Linked DNA regions of Mus musculus: region 2 is linked to region 1. A link is a contact called in public HiChIP or PLAC-seq data. All regions are on one chromosome and are shown on one strand. The core of a region is the stretch at or near the end of the contact, and the rest is flanking DNA. Distances in the headings are between cores, read along the strand shown. Region 1 holds the start of Rad51d (RAD51 paralog D). Region 2 holds the start of Heatr9 (HEAT repeat containing 9).

What was found. HiChIP or PLAC-seq counts read pairs in DNA pulled down with a chosen protein or histone mark.
Region 2: an H3K4me3 HiChIP or PLAC-seq map of bone marrow-derived macrophages shows a contact between it and region 1, with 5 times the contacts expected there. The contact joins the promoter of Heatr9 here to the promoter of Rad51d in region 1.

What each region holds. Positions count from the first base shown.
Region 1 is chr11:82,888,851-82,895,932 of GRCm38.p6, forward strand. Rad51d (RAD51 paralog D) reads right to left here and starts at 1,774. Exons shown (of 10, transcript NM_011235.4): 1 at 1,488-1,774; 2 at 1,120-1,181; 3 at 842-960. The coding sequence starts at 1,569. Fndc8 (fibronectin type III domain containing 8) reads left to right here and starts at 3,295. Exons shown (of 4, transcript NM_030224.1): 1 at 3,295-3,550. The coding sequence starts at 3,345.
Region 2 is chr11:83,516,122-83,523,369 of GRCm38.p6, forward strand. Heatr9 (HEAT repeat containing 9) reads right to left here and starts at 5,978. Exons shown (of 15, transcript NM_001045543.2): 1 at 5,843-5,978; 2 at 4,464-4,513; 3 at 2,985-3,169; 4 at 2,589-2,715; 5 at 2,313-2,369; 6 at 2,050-2,106; 7 at 994-1,051; 8 at 497-627. The coding sequence starts at 5,915. All of the region lies in intron 2 of Gm32650 (a long non-coding RNA gene), which reads left to right. It overlaps Gm23247 (a small nuclear RNA gene), which reads left to right and starts at 5,035; the gene lies at 5,035-5,141.

The DNA of each region.
Region 1 (7,082 bases), core at 524-3,023:
CTCTGCTGCCTCAGATGGCAGAGACAACAGGTTCTGGATCAGATAACCCCGGGCTCACCTCTGCTGGCCCCTTTCTTAGGCTAACCACAAGGGAGGTCAATAACTTCTAACATCCATAACCTCGGGCAGCAGTTCTCAACCAGGGGTCACAACACAAGCCCTCCGACGACTGCACAACCCTTTCACAGGGGTGGCAGATCCGACTATATTGCTTTTAGAGATTTACACTATGATTTACAACAGTAGCAAAATTACAGTTATGAAGTAGCAAAGCAGTAATTTTATGGTTGGGGGGGGTCATCACAACAGGAGGAATTGTATTATAGGGTCACAGCACTGGGAAGGTTGAAAACCACTGGCCTATGTCAGCGCAAAAGTGCAGACTCCCGGGACCCCAATCCTTCCCCGGGTCTCACTTGCTACTTGCTTTATTTTGACGTATGGTGGACTCTACTAAACAATGGGGGTATTAACGACATCTTATGTTATAGGACAGTGGCTCTTCACTGGGAAAAGTTAGCTTGTTGGAGATACTGAGTCATTTTTTGATTATTAAAACTGGGGGCATCTTGGCATCTGGTGGGTAGAGAAGGACCAGGGATGCTGTTAAACGACTCTCAACGCACAGGATATCTCTATCTCAGGAAATAACGACTTGCCTCCCCCCCCCCCCCCCCCATCAATTGTGTTGAGGCTAAGAAACCCTACAGTTTTACTCTAGGGAAAAACACTCAGGAGTCCACACGCCTGCAGTTCCTCTACCGCTCTGGACTGCCCTCACCAGCCCCGTCCTCTGAAGCCTCAGTCTCTGCTTTCACCTTGTCCAGGTTCGCATACAAACCTTCCGATGCCGGTGGACAGGATGGCCGTGGAAGTCTTCAGTTCCTCATAGAGATCTGCGCCATTTAAGGGGAAAGCCGAGAACTGCGCCAGCAACACCCTCCTCAGGGCAACGAGGGCCTGCCAATAGGGCGGACACTCAGGCTCCAGGCCCGCCAGATTGCCCCCTCAGAGCAGCGCCCCCCCCCCCCCCCATCTATCCCAAGGAACTCTGATCCTGCAGCGTGGGGGCGCAGCTGGAAGAGGGGTTGGAATGGAGCTTGCAGATCGCGAGCTCACCTTGTAGGACAAGCCACACTTCTGGGCTACTTCCTCCAAGTCAGCAGCTGCCAGGTCTGCCACTGGAAAGAGAGCAGGTGCAGGTGATTGGCAGCAGGAATGGCTTAGCCTTGCCACATTTGCCTTTTGCTCTGTTGTCAAACGGGATTAAGGTCTTATTCTACTACCTATCTCGAGCACGCAGGCCCTGATGCAGGACCGACCCCGCAAAGGGCCCAGCACTCAGTAAAATCCTCTGCCTCGGCTCCTGCGAACCCAGCTTCCTCAGAAAGTCAGAGGAAGAGTGCGGCCATCCTGTTAGAGCAAAAGGCCCCGTATGTGTACCACGACCACGGTGCCGACCCCCGGGGTAGTGCCCATGAGGTCACCTGTTTTTATCTTTCGGCCTCTGAGAAGCTGGACGGTCTCCTCGGTGAGGCCCGGGCACAGCCCTGCCCTGAGCATGCCCATAGTCCCTACAAACCCAGGATGCCCTGGGGGCTCTCTGTCACTTGGGCGCTCGCCGAGTCCCCCACTCTGGGCATTCCTCAGTTCTACTTAGGGAAAAGGTCCTGGCGTGCCAGCGCGGGACGAAGGGGCGGGAAGAGGATGCAAGTCGAGGTGAGGGACACTAACCCTTCCCAACTCGCAAGACTCTAGGCGCCCTAGGCCCGCCCCCTCCGGCCGACGCTTCCGGGTTCCGGGACTGGAGCGTCTTTTGTAGGCCAGGCCTGCAGCGCCATCTGCTGACCATGAGGGCAAACACAGAGGCTTTGCGACTCGCGCCAGCCACCTGCAAGCACACCTAGAGCTTACATACATGCACAGAGACACAAGCACACACACCGACACACACACACACACACACACACACACACACACACACACACACACACACACACACACACACACACACACACACACACACACATTTTGTGTGTCCAGCGAGTCTTCCAACGAGTCTCTTGTGTATACCAGCCTCTATTTGCAAAGCTAGGGGACACTCACTCTACCTAACTCAATATTTACAGAGTGAAGCATCCCTGACTTCTAGTAGCATTCTTGTTAGGAAGACAATGAAAGTGGATCAATTCAGATCATTACAGATTGTATGATCAAGCTGAGATCCAGCGAAGTTCACAGAGAGTACCTGTGTCCCTATATTTTCCAAATTTATCAAGTTCTATCTTACGTATATAGATGTTTTGCCTGCATGGATGTCTATGCAATCCTGGCATGCCTGGTACCCAAGGCAGCCAGAGAGAGGGTCAGATCCCTTGGACTGGAGTTACAGATGGTTAAGAGCCACCATGTGGGTACTGGTCTTCTGGGAGAGCAGTCAGTGCTCTTAACCACTTAGCCATTTGTCTAGCCCAACATTTTCCAGAGGTTTTAATGGAAGTAGGGAAATGCTTGAGTATATAAAATACTATTTTGATTTTTTTAACCACATCTAGTGGAAGAAATAAAGCAGTTTTACAAAACCCACGAGTGAGGTTCTATTTCTGCCTGTATTTTGTAGTTGAAGGAATTTGGGCTCAGTAAGATTGTTATTCTTTGATTTATACAGATAGGAAGCACAGAACTGAATCTCCAGTCCATATCCAGCTGCAGGGCTCATTTTTAGAAATATCTCCTCATGTTCACCATTGTCTCTCAATCTTTCAAGGTGTTTGGAATCCTGGCCCTGAAACCAGCTACTCTGTGAGCTACAACCCACAGTAAGCTTTCACTGTGCCTGCGTTACTGGCTATGGTGGGATTTGCTGCTTAGATCCCAGGATAGAGAGCCTTAGAAGTATCAGTAGGCAAAGGCCTTCTCTTCAAAGTCTGGTTGGCTCAGGCCAAGTGGTGTTCTCTGTGCCACTAGCCTGCTACCCCTTCCTGGACAGCTCTAAAGAGGCACAGGCAATTAAGCCTTTTGAAGTCCTCAGAAGAGGACCGAGTAGTTGTGACCACAAACGTGACCTAGAGAGGGTCATGTGTGCTGGAAGGGGCCATCAAGTTTCTTTCTTGGCTCAAGCCCACCCCTAACCCAGGCGTTTGGTCTGTCCAGCTGCACAGCAAACTTCCTATCAAGGGGAGGCTGGCCCCCCGATTGTTACACTCTGTGATGATTGTGAAGTCAGAGCACTGCAAACCTTCTCACCCAAATGAAGGGTGAGACCTTTGCCTCAGTTTTTCTCTGCTTCCTGCCAGCTGGTTGTCCTGGAGGGTGGTGGCAACCCTGCGCCCCACCCACACCAGATGGCGACGGTATTCTGTAAAGTGGGGGGTGGAGAGGAGGCTGTACCGAAGAAGGAAGCCCTCAATGTTATCAATGTGATTGACCAACTGCCAAAGCCCTGTCCAAATCCTAAGTTTATTAACCGGTCCATGGCTACCAAAGGCCTCCTGCTCCCGTCAAGACGCAGCTTGGCCAGCTTCTCAGAGGAAGAAAACACCGATGTCATGTAAGACACGATTTGGGGTCCTCATTTCTAAGGCTGGAGAAGCTTTGCAGCCCACTGTGGTGGGTCCTTCAGGGAAGAACATATCAGGAGGTTCCCCATGCACCCGCCCTGAGCCCCACATCAGTTTTGAGAGGATGTGGGTTCCCCATTCTAGCTGACCTTCCTGGACTAGCCAGGGGGTGCTTCCTATTCTGCTTGCCACTCTCTGCTACCCCTGTCTTCTCTCCCTCATTTCTCTCACTTTAATGCCCCACCTGCCTTCCAGCTGAGGTTCACTGGTCTGCTAAGTCAGTCTGAATTTTCTCTGCTTCATACCACAAAACTCTCTGCTTCCTGGTGAGAAATATGACCCAGCATCAAGTTGGGGGATGCAGAGGTGGGAAACATGGTCCCTGCCTCCAAAAAAAATGTCACGCCTGGTGCCAGTGGTGTCAGAGGTGGGGGGCATCAGACAATAAAGGAGATACAGTACAGCCTGGTAAATGCCGTCACAGGGCAGCTTGAGAAACCAAGGGCTTGGGATAGCTTGGGATATGGTGCAAAAAAGGGAGACTTCTTAGAGGAAGATTTCCAGGGAAACGGTGTGCAGGGTGACTACTGAGGAAATAGTACAATCTCATTGAAGTGACCCGTGAGTGGGCCCTGGGCTTAATCTAATGTTCTGTTAGCACTGTCTTGAGCTACTATGTGGATGCTGGGAATTGAACTCTGTCTTCTACAAGAACAGCCAGTGCGTGCTCTTAACCACTGAGTCATCTCTCCAGCCCCAGACATGAAATCTTTTTTTGTTTGTTTGTTTGTTTGTTTTCGAGACAGGGTTTCTCTGTGTAGCCCTGGCTGTCCTGGAACTCACTCTGTAGACCAGGATGGTCTCAAACTCAGAAATCTGCTTGTCTCTGTCTCCCAAGTGCTGGGATTAAAGGTGTGTGCCACCACCGCCCATCGAAATCTTTTATAATTGCTTTTTTTTTTTTTTTTTTTTTTTTGCTGGGCAGTGGTGACACATGCCTTTAGTCCCAGCACTTGGGAGGCAGAGGCAAGCAGATTTCTGAGTTCGAGGCCAGCCTGGTCTACAGAGTGAGTTCCAGGACAGCCAGGGCTACACAGAGAAACCCTGTCTCAAAACAAACAAACGAACAAAAAAAAACCAAACAAACAAACAAAAATTTGTTTTAGGTATGTGAGTACACTGTCACTGTCTTCAGATACTCCAGAAGAGAACATCAGATCCTGTTCCAGATGGTTGTGAGCCACCATGTGGTTGCTGGGAATTGAACTCAGGACCTTTAGAAGAGCAGTCAGTGCTCTGAACTGCTGAGCCATTTCTCCAGATCCTGTAATTCATTTTTTTAAATTTATTTTTATTTCATATGCATTGGCCTTTTGTCTGCAGGCATATCTGTGTGATGGTGTTGGGTTCTTCAGAACTGGAGTTACAGGCAGGTGTGAGCTGCGATGTGGGTGCTGGGAATTGAACCCAGGTCTTCTGGAACAGAACTGATATTCTTAAGTGCTGAGCCAGCTCTTCAGCTCCAGTTTATAATTTCTTTTTAAAAAGGTTTCATACACCAGGCAGTGATGGTGCATGCCTTTAATCCCAGCACTTGGGAGGCAGAGGCAGGCAGATTTCTGAGTTCTGAGGCCAGCTGGTCTACAGAGTGAGTTCCAGGACAGCCAGGACTACACAGAGAAACCCTGTCTCGAAAAAAAAAAAACAAAAACAAAACAAAACCAAAAGCAAAACAACAAACAACAAAACAACAACAACAATAACAAAACCAACCAACCAAACAAAAAGTTTCATACTTAATTTTTACTGGGATCCACAGACTGTGTGCTGGTTAGAGAGAAATGTGTCCATTCTAGGTCACCATTAGCTATTGTGACCTGACTAAGATATCCATTGTTTGTAGGAAACTTCATGATTTACTTAAGGGGTGGAGGATAGGATGGGGGAGGGGCGAATCTCAGGCAAGGAGTCCTGAGTTCAAATCCAAGTTCTACATCTTAGATAAATGGCCTCAGCCAACTTCAGTGGCTAACACTCATCTAGCAGGGCTGCTGTGGAAATCAGGAAAGAGACATGTTCCACAAGCAGTCCAGAGTCCAGTGGATTTCTGTGCCTACTTTAGCGCTAGCTTTTTCAGTGGGGGAGTCTGTTTTGTTGTTCCGGTTGTTGTTGGTTGGTTGGTTTTTGAGACAAGGTTTCTCTGTGGAGCCCTGGACATCCTGGAACTTGCTCTGTAGACCAGGCTGGCCTCTAACTCAGAGATCTGCCTGCCTTTGCCTCCTGAGTGTTGGGGTATGTGCCACCACTGCCCAGCTCCAGTAGGGGACTCTGAAATGGAGATTCTTAGGACAGTCTGAATAAACGATGTCAGCATCCTGACACTTCAGTCTATACATACCGGACTTAAAGAACATCTGCTTTAAATGTCCAGTGTGGGCTGAGGGGTAAGTATTCTAGACTCATCCAGCTGTCTCAGGAGTTTGTGGGTTAGAGCTGAAAGAGAGCATATGGCCCATCAAGCAAATGGGAAGTTGTAAGCTGGAGTAGACTAAGGTAGAAAGGTAGAGTGGGACCTGTTTACATGCCAGGAAACCTTAGCTGGTAGAAATCAAAATGAAAATAATATCTAGACACAGGTTCAGAAGCCGCAGAGCACATCACAGGCAAGGATCCGTGGATGGGTCTGTGGTGTTTTAGTTATAGGTATGCATCAATCAAACTTGGTTTTAAGGATTCGAAAGCTATTTTTTGTTTTGATTGGTACACTTCATCACCAAGACAATGCAGGGTCGTATATTTCCTTTGTAACAGCAAAGGATGACAACAATACACATTTCCATGCAGGGACTGGAGAGATGGCTCAGACTTAAGTGCGGCTGATCTTCCAGAGGACCAGGGTTGGCTTCCCAGCATCCACATGATGTCAGAACTATCTGGAACTGCAGTTCCAGTGGATTCAATGTCCTCTGCTGACCTCCGTATGCATGTGGTATACACATACATACATGTAGGTAGAGTGCCAATGCACATCAATTAAAAAATCAACAAAAAATCATGAAACAGACAAAACAGCTGAAGCCTCTGCTGGTGTGTGTGAGTACAGACAAATCAAAGCATGACATGGAGCAAAAGCCAGGTTTTAGATAGGTATTGCTGGATGATATCTTTTATTCATATAGAGTCTAGAGACATGCAAAACACGCAAAGTAATAGGTCTTGCCTCAGGTTAACATATAAGCAGCAAGCCTAAGATGACACATAGTGAATAAAAAAAGAAAAAAACCCTTACTCTGCTGGTTTTGTCAGCTACAGGATATGTGTTGTGCCAAGGAAATGTTAGTGATCTCCCCCAAAACCAGACAGGAGCTAGGCTCAGGTTTTGTTGGGGGGGGGGGTAACTTGGAGACTAATGCTAGGTACCAGCCTGTTATTTTATCTTAGTTCAAACCTAGATCAGGTAGTCTGTATTTAAAATATTTGGCATCTCATATGTACTTTGAGAGGAGAGATGTCCAGGGGGTG
Region 2 (7,248 bases), core at 4,728-7,227, 630 kb after region 1:
CCTGTTTGGTTTATTGATATATCCCAAGGGACCAACAGTGTCTGGTGCATGATAACTGTTTAATACAAATTTGCAGAATAAATGGATGAGTAACCGATTCTATTTTACATGAAGTACTGTTGGAATTAAAGAACCAGGGCTCTAAAGGGGGGCATAAGTGAAAGCTGTATCAGTGGACTTTTAGTTTCTGCTCCTTTGTGACAGGCATTTTGCTTCAGTGGTCTGTTTTCGAGGTGATGATAACGATAGCGCCAACTGAAAGAGTACAGACAGACTAGTTTCTTGCTGAATCCCATTTAATGATTTCAGCTTTACAGAGCTTGTCTGAATAAATCAGCCTATACTCTCACTCAACTTTAGAGGGGACGTCACAAGGGCAGTGTCTTCTATTAAATCTGAGACTTAGGCAGCCTTCTTCCACACTCAACTCCCAACCAAAATTACCAGTGACTTTGACCTTCTTTGCCCCAATTATGGATTCTCCATTCTCAGTCACCTTGTTCTTAGGCATAGCAGCCCAGGAGTTCAGCGCTACTCGTAGCCCCACCAGGGTCTCCAGCCTTTGACTTTCCTTGTGTTCCATCAACTGTTTGATGAAAGCCTTGATCACAGACTTATCCAAGCAACCTGGATGAGGAAGGTGTTCAAGTCAGGGCAGGGCCTTAAGGACTGTTCCTTTCGGTAAGGACCTATTGAACACCACTTTACTCTTAAGACAGGAGGCCCAACAGGGGTTGCCATTCTCCCATGAGATCAGAGAGCTGGCTAAGCATGAATGCAACTTCTAGAGCCTTCCCTGTCCCTCCCTCTACTCTATCTTTTCTTTTCATTCTATCTTCTCTTTGCCCAACAGTGCCCAGGGTGGTTCCCAGACTCTGTAGCATGCTAAGGTTGGAGTGCAGTCATAACCCCTTTCCTTCCACTCATACCTATAAGAACAAAGTGGCTTTACTTTTGTCCCTCCCCAACTCCCTACAGAGAGTGAGAACATACCTAGGCTGGCCAGGGACTTATAGGCCTCGTTCTTCACTTTTGTTGAACCAGTTTGAGCCTGATTTAAGAAGGAAATAGTGAAAACACACCATAAAGAAATAGATTTGTCAAAACCTCAGGGATTGTTTTAGTGTAACTTCTACAAAATAGATATCAGAGAGCTAGAATGTGACTTATTTGTGGTCACACAGAGTACACATGCAGGATGGTGCAATGGAACAACACCAAGCCAGTGAGTCAGGCTTCTGTGCACATGCACATCTCTGTGTAGTATTGTAGTCACTTGGCCTTAGGCCAGCACATTGTGAGGAAGAAAGGAAGGAAGGAAGGAAGGAAGGAAGGAAGGAAGGAAGGAAGGAAGGAAAAAGAAAGAAAGAAAGAAAAAGAAAGAAAGAAAGAAAGAAAGAAAGAAAGAAAGAAAGAAAGAAAGAAAGAAAGAAAAGGAAGGAAGGAAGGAAGGAAGGAAGGAAGGAAGGAAGGAAGGAAGAACAGACCAACATCAACCATAGCAGGGACACTTAGGTTAGCATATGTAAGCCTGGAGCAGGCTTTACTTAAATCAGAATGAGCTCAGTCCCAGGACAGTATGTGTCTCTATGAGTGGTGATAGAACCCAAAGGCCTAGTATATGCTAGCCAATGCTTTACTCCTGAGCTATATATAGCCTCAGCCCTTAGTGTTTCAAGATAGGGTTTTGCTATGCAGCCAAGGTTGGTCTTGAACTTATGTAGCTAAGGCTCGAGTGGAACTTGTAATCTTCCTGCCTCCATCTCCTGAGTACTGGGTTTGCAGGCATGGGCTAAGCCTGGCTGCGACTCCAGCTCTTTTCTGGCTTTTCAATTCAACGTGTTTTCATAGACAAGAAGGATCTTCAGATTCCCACTCTCAAATTGCCGTCTAAGGAGGCCAGGGACATGACTACCGCACAACAGTGGACCTGACCTTTCCTGGTGCTCTGGAAGGTCTTGCGCCTTGTGCCCAGACTCCTATCTTCCCTCTCCATACCTCAGACCCTCTTTTCTCATTCCCTGAATTCCATGCAGACCCCAGACTCACCACCTGCCACAGTGCTTCCATGACAAACTTGTTACTGATGCCCAGGTGCCCTAAAGCCTGCAGGAAGAGGGATAGAAGAGAGGGAAGGGGAATCCTTGGACACCAGCTCAAGAATTATCGTGTTCTGCACACAGCTAGACTTTATATCTGGGGTGTCCCTGCCACCTTCCAGCCACCTCTAGCTTGTTTCCCTTTCCATCTCAGTACCGCCCAGGAAGCTGCCCCTCCAATTTACACCCCCCCCCCAAGCCCATGCTCCTCACGTAGGCTGCATAGCACTGTTCATCCTCTTGTGGGGAGTTCAAGCCGTTGGTGAGTTCCTGCTCATCCAGGGTGGGCCAGTTGAATGGAAGAACAAAACCACAGGACTCCAGTAACCATAGACTCCAGTAAACCGATCCCCCATTTCCCTTCCTTCCATTTTTCAGGGAAGGACCCAGGGCTGAAGGGTAAGTAGTGTGAACCCGAGGTAGCAAGTCCAAGGTAAAGTATTCTCAGGAAGGGAGTGCCCGCATTCCTTATCCCACCATGATCCTGACCTTTAACCTTTGCCACTTCAGGGGGTCTTTGGTGGGATCTAACAACCCTGGTCCCTCCTTAGGTTTTAAAGTCAACTTGCTGATAGAGACATGGAGGTTTGGCATTTGGGCACTGTCTTTGAAGTACCTGTGTAAGAAATTGTATAGACAGCCATAGTCCCCTTCCTCCCCTCCTCGGGTTACATCCCTACCTCTGCCACAGAGCCTCAGCAATGAGACCAGAGCAAGACTGATACTCAAAGACTGATACCCACTTGATGGAGTTGCCCATCTAGAATCGCAGGGTCCTCTCTAGCACTGGACTTGTCCCACTCCATTCCAACCCATCCTGACTCTCCCCTCTTTTCCTGGAGGAGTTGGGAAGGTGTGAAGAATACAGAGATGGGCAAAGCACACCTTGGGAAGTTTCTTCTTTTCCAAAACAACGATTTTGACTCCCGTTCCTTGCGTTGCTCATTGAGGGTGCGCCAGTGTGTGAAGAGATCGGGCTTTTTATCTAAGTGGAGGCAAGGCGTTGCGTTTGGCCTGCTTGGATGCACCCTCCAGCACTCTGGACTTGGGGGAAATGCTTCCTTTGGCACCTGGTGGGAAGAGCAAGTGGCAGAAGAGTCAGAGGGCTCCCCCAGGCCATTACTGCAGTGCACGGGCCAGAGAAAGGGTAGCAAAGGTAGGGAAAACAAACATGAGAGATACCAACTTAAGCTTCTCATCTGGGCTGGAAACACAGCTACCATCTCTTCCATTCTATGACTTGGAACAGTTACTCTACCAATGCCTCAGTCTTCCTCTGTAAAATGGGTCTAATGAGTCCTTATTCTTTCCTCTCCCATGCAGTTGTGAAGCTCAAAAAGCACTCAAGATTTTGAAAAGATCTATAAATTGACCTGAATTCACAGCTTAGTTACTTGAGAATCTCAAAGCCTTTGAAAAGTTAAGTGAGCAGTGAGAAGGGCAGGCCTGGGGGAGGCCAAGGCGAAGGAAAAGAGGCTACTACTTATTCAGACAGTAGTGCCTACGGTATGTTGCATAGTTGCATCGGTTTACTGGAGTCTATGTGCCACCACGAATTTCACAGGCTACTTGAGAAAACGGGCTTCCTTCAGACGCTCTCTTAGCTGTGTGACTACTTCAGTGTGTGTGTGCTGCTAAGATTACACACAAGGCCTTTTGCATGTCAGATCTCAAGCCTTTTACTACTTGGTACAGTTCTGACTGTAGCTGAGGGGTTCATGTGCACAGTGGTTTTCTATGGACCTGGCCTGGATTCGGCCAGCTCTCAAATCTTTCTATCTTTACAACACATCTTTTTTTGGCAACAGGGAGCAGTGGGTTTTTGCCAGTAGCTCCCGACTCAGAGACTGATAAGACCCTTATGGGTTTCCCAGTGACTATCAGGACTTCAGTCATGCGATGCTCACTCAAAGAAGTAGGGTTTCTAGATGTAGCAAGGCACTAATAAGAAACTGCAAAAGATGTCAGCTTAAATTTGGGTTTCAGGAATGAATAAAGTATTTAGGACTTTATATATATATATATAATCACATGTACTGTTTATGGGATATTTAAATTTAATTGGTCAGTTTGTGTTTTATCTAGCAACCCCAAGTAAGGATTGCTTCTTTAACAAAAATGACTCCTTTTAGCAGACAATCCACATAGTCCAGGCCTTACAGACTTTGTCTCATTAGAAACTACACAAGGGGGCAGGCAGTGTTGACCTATAATGAGAACTCTGGAGGCTCACTCAGAGAAGGGAAGTAACTTGTCTGAGATCACACAGGTGAGTGTCAGGCTCTGTGAGCTAGCTTGAATTGGGAGGGAGTTTGGTGCTCTTCCTATTTTGACACAGCTCCTAGAGTAACAAAAATCATTTACCTTGTAACAGGACAAGGGCAGGTGAACAGGAGCCATGGCTTTTCTGAATTCTGGCAAGAGAGCAAAGATATGCAGGTGGTACCAGTAAGTAGTTAAAAGTATGAGTTTCAACACCTTGTGAGGCATTCATTTGTTCTGCAGCTAGTAAATACTAGCACCAGGTTTCCCCCCAGGAACTAGGGGAGGGGCATAAAATGAGGCATCATCCTTGCCCTTCAGTGGCAGGTAGTCTTCCTGGTACTGTGCCAGGGAGCCTCTCAGAAATGCTGTCAGGAACATCATGTCAACCAGATCCCCAGGGGCCTCCCATGTAGTTGGAGTTTGGGGAACATGGGACCAGTAGTGTTCCCAACCCTGGTTGCATATAAGTATCATTGGAATGACATTTGAACATGCCTGGGCCCTGTATCAGACTAATTGAGTCAGATTTGTGATAATAGAGCCTAGGCATTTTGGGAAGCTCCCCTGGAGATTCCAGTATTCCGTTAAGGGTGACAACTGTTGGTCTCTCTCATTTTCTCCAATGTGAGTGTGCATTAGGCTGAGAGAGCTTGTTAAAGCCCAGATTCCCGTGCTTGCTTCCGCAGCACATATGCTAAAATTGGCATGACACAGAGAAGATTAGCATGGCCCCTGTGCAAGGATGACACGCAAATTCGTGAAGCATTCCATAGTTTTCAAACAACAAAACAAAACAACCCCCCCAGGTTCCCAGGACTCCCCCCCCCCCAGTATCTGATTCTCTAGGGGATGGGTGGATCTGATCACTCTGGGACATTTTGAAAACTATTGGTTTAGCATTTGAGGCAAATTCTGGTCTGCAGTGATTTACAAAGGGAAACGAATGTGGAGATACACACAAGCAGTATAGCTGAGAGGTACCTTCAAGGCTGGGAATCAGATATTTATGTCCTAGAGATAATACAGACCAAGTCTTGTATAAAAGCAAGAGTTAGCAGGGTAGGGATGCAGAAGCAAGCTGATATATAAGTTTGAGGCCAGCCTGGTTTACAGAGAGTTCTAGGACAGCTAAGGACTAGGGGGTGTTAATCAGGTAAGTCAGGGATAAGAGCAGTGGGCTTAGGGAAGACCTTATGCAAGGAGCTGGAGGTGTAAGGTTTGTATGGAAGGCAAGACACAGGTAAGGGAGAAGCTGGGGGACACACAGGTATCCTGACTTGAGAAAATCCAACATGTCTTCTTTTGGAAAGAAAGACTTACTGAGACCTCAGGGGAGACATCAACTGTCCAAAGGCTTGCCCTGGCCTTTCCCATGGATTTGCTGAACCCAGGGCCTTGTCTGAGATTGGGTCCGGTTTGCTGGCTTTACCTTATCAGGTCCCCACCCCTAGCTTCATTCCTTTCTACCCCATCCTCACTTTTGTTCCGGTTTCGATAGTCCATTGACTTGGGGATTTGAAAAAAATCAGCCTGTTTTTCTTGGCTCTCCATCCTCTTTGGTATAGGTTAGAGGAGAACCAGAGCAGCCAGAAGTTCAGGGACGTGAAGCCAAGAGGGTACAGCTTGAAGAGGCCCTTTCTCTGGTATAAGTGAGACCAGGGAGACACACTCAAGCACTGAGCAACTAGGTTGTCATGGTGAACAGAACACCATTTCCATTGTTGAGTCCCACTGCTGGCCCCTGTTGGCCTCCTGACTCAGCTGCTCACTGAACTTCATTTCCTTCTGCAGCATAATGGTGGAGTCATGTCTGCTCAACTCTAGTAGCTTTGGTGAGGAACACAGTGTTTGTGAACCATCAAGTTCAAGACAACCCATGTGAAGTACAGGGGTTGTTCACAGAATTGGTCATCAGGAAAATGACCGGGACAGGAAAGCCTCTCTTATACGCACATCCTTCATTCTCTGGCAGGAGGCTGTGTGGCAAGGAGCTGCTGTTCAGATCTCTTCTGTTTGCATATACTGTTCCATCTACCTTGTGTCTTTTCCCTTCCTGCCTGCCTGTCAGATTGTCACTCAGATCTTTCATGTCATTTCTGAAGGTTTTCCTTTCCCAAGCTCCCCTCCCCACATGACCCAGTGATGCAATCCCTTTTTTTACTTCACTCCGGTGCCTAGCATGTAGTAGGTCAGCACACAGTAAGAAGCCTACTTTGTGTCTTGTTTTCTTTTTTTTTTTTTTTTTTTTTTTTGTTGCTGCGATTAAAATGTTCTCACAAAGGCAACTTCAGGATGAAAGTGTTATTTGATTTCATAGTTCAGGATACAATCCGCTGTGACAGAAAAGTCACAGCAGCCTGGCCAGTCACAGTGAAACCATAGAACAGTCTCTCTCTCCATTCAGTCCAGAGCCTGGCTCCTGAGATGGTGTTGCCCACATTATAGATAGATCTTCCTACTCCTAATAAGCTTATCAAGGGGCTGGAGAGGTAGCTCAGCAGGTATGATCATCAGGGAAGACCTGTCTTTGGTTCCCAGCACCTACTTGACAGTTCACAATAGTTTGTACCTTCAGTTCTAGGGGATCCAATGCCCTCATTTGACCTGTGTGCACCAAGAACACCTGTGGTACACATGCACGCAGGTAAACGTTCATACAAAGAAAATATATGAATTTTTAAATTCATCTTTAAAAAAAGAAAAAGGGGACTCTCTCCCAGGTATGGCCAGTGGCTTAGTTCATTCTAGATCCATTCAGTCTTGATAACCGAAGACTAACCATGACACTACATGTCAAGAAAATATGGACCAATGGGGCTAGAGATGTGGCTTACTGGCTAAGAACACTTGTTGCTCTTGCAGAAGACCTGAGTTCTGTTCCCAG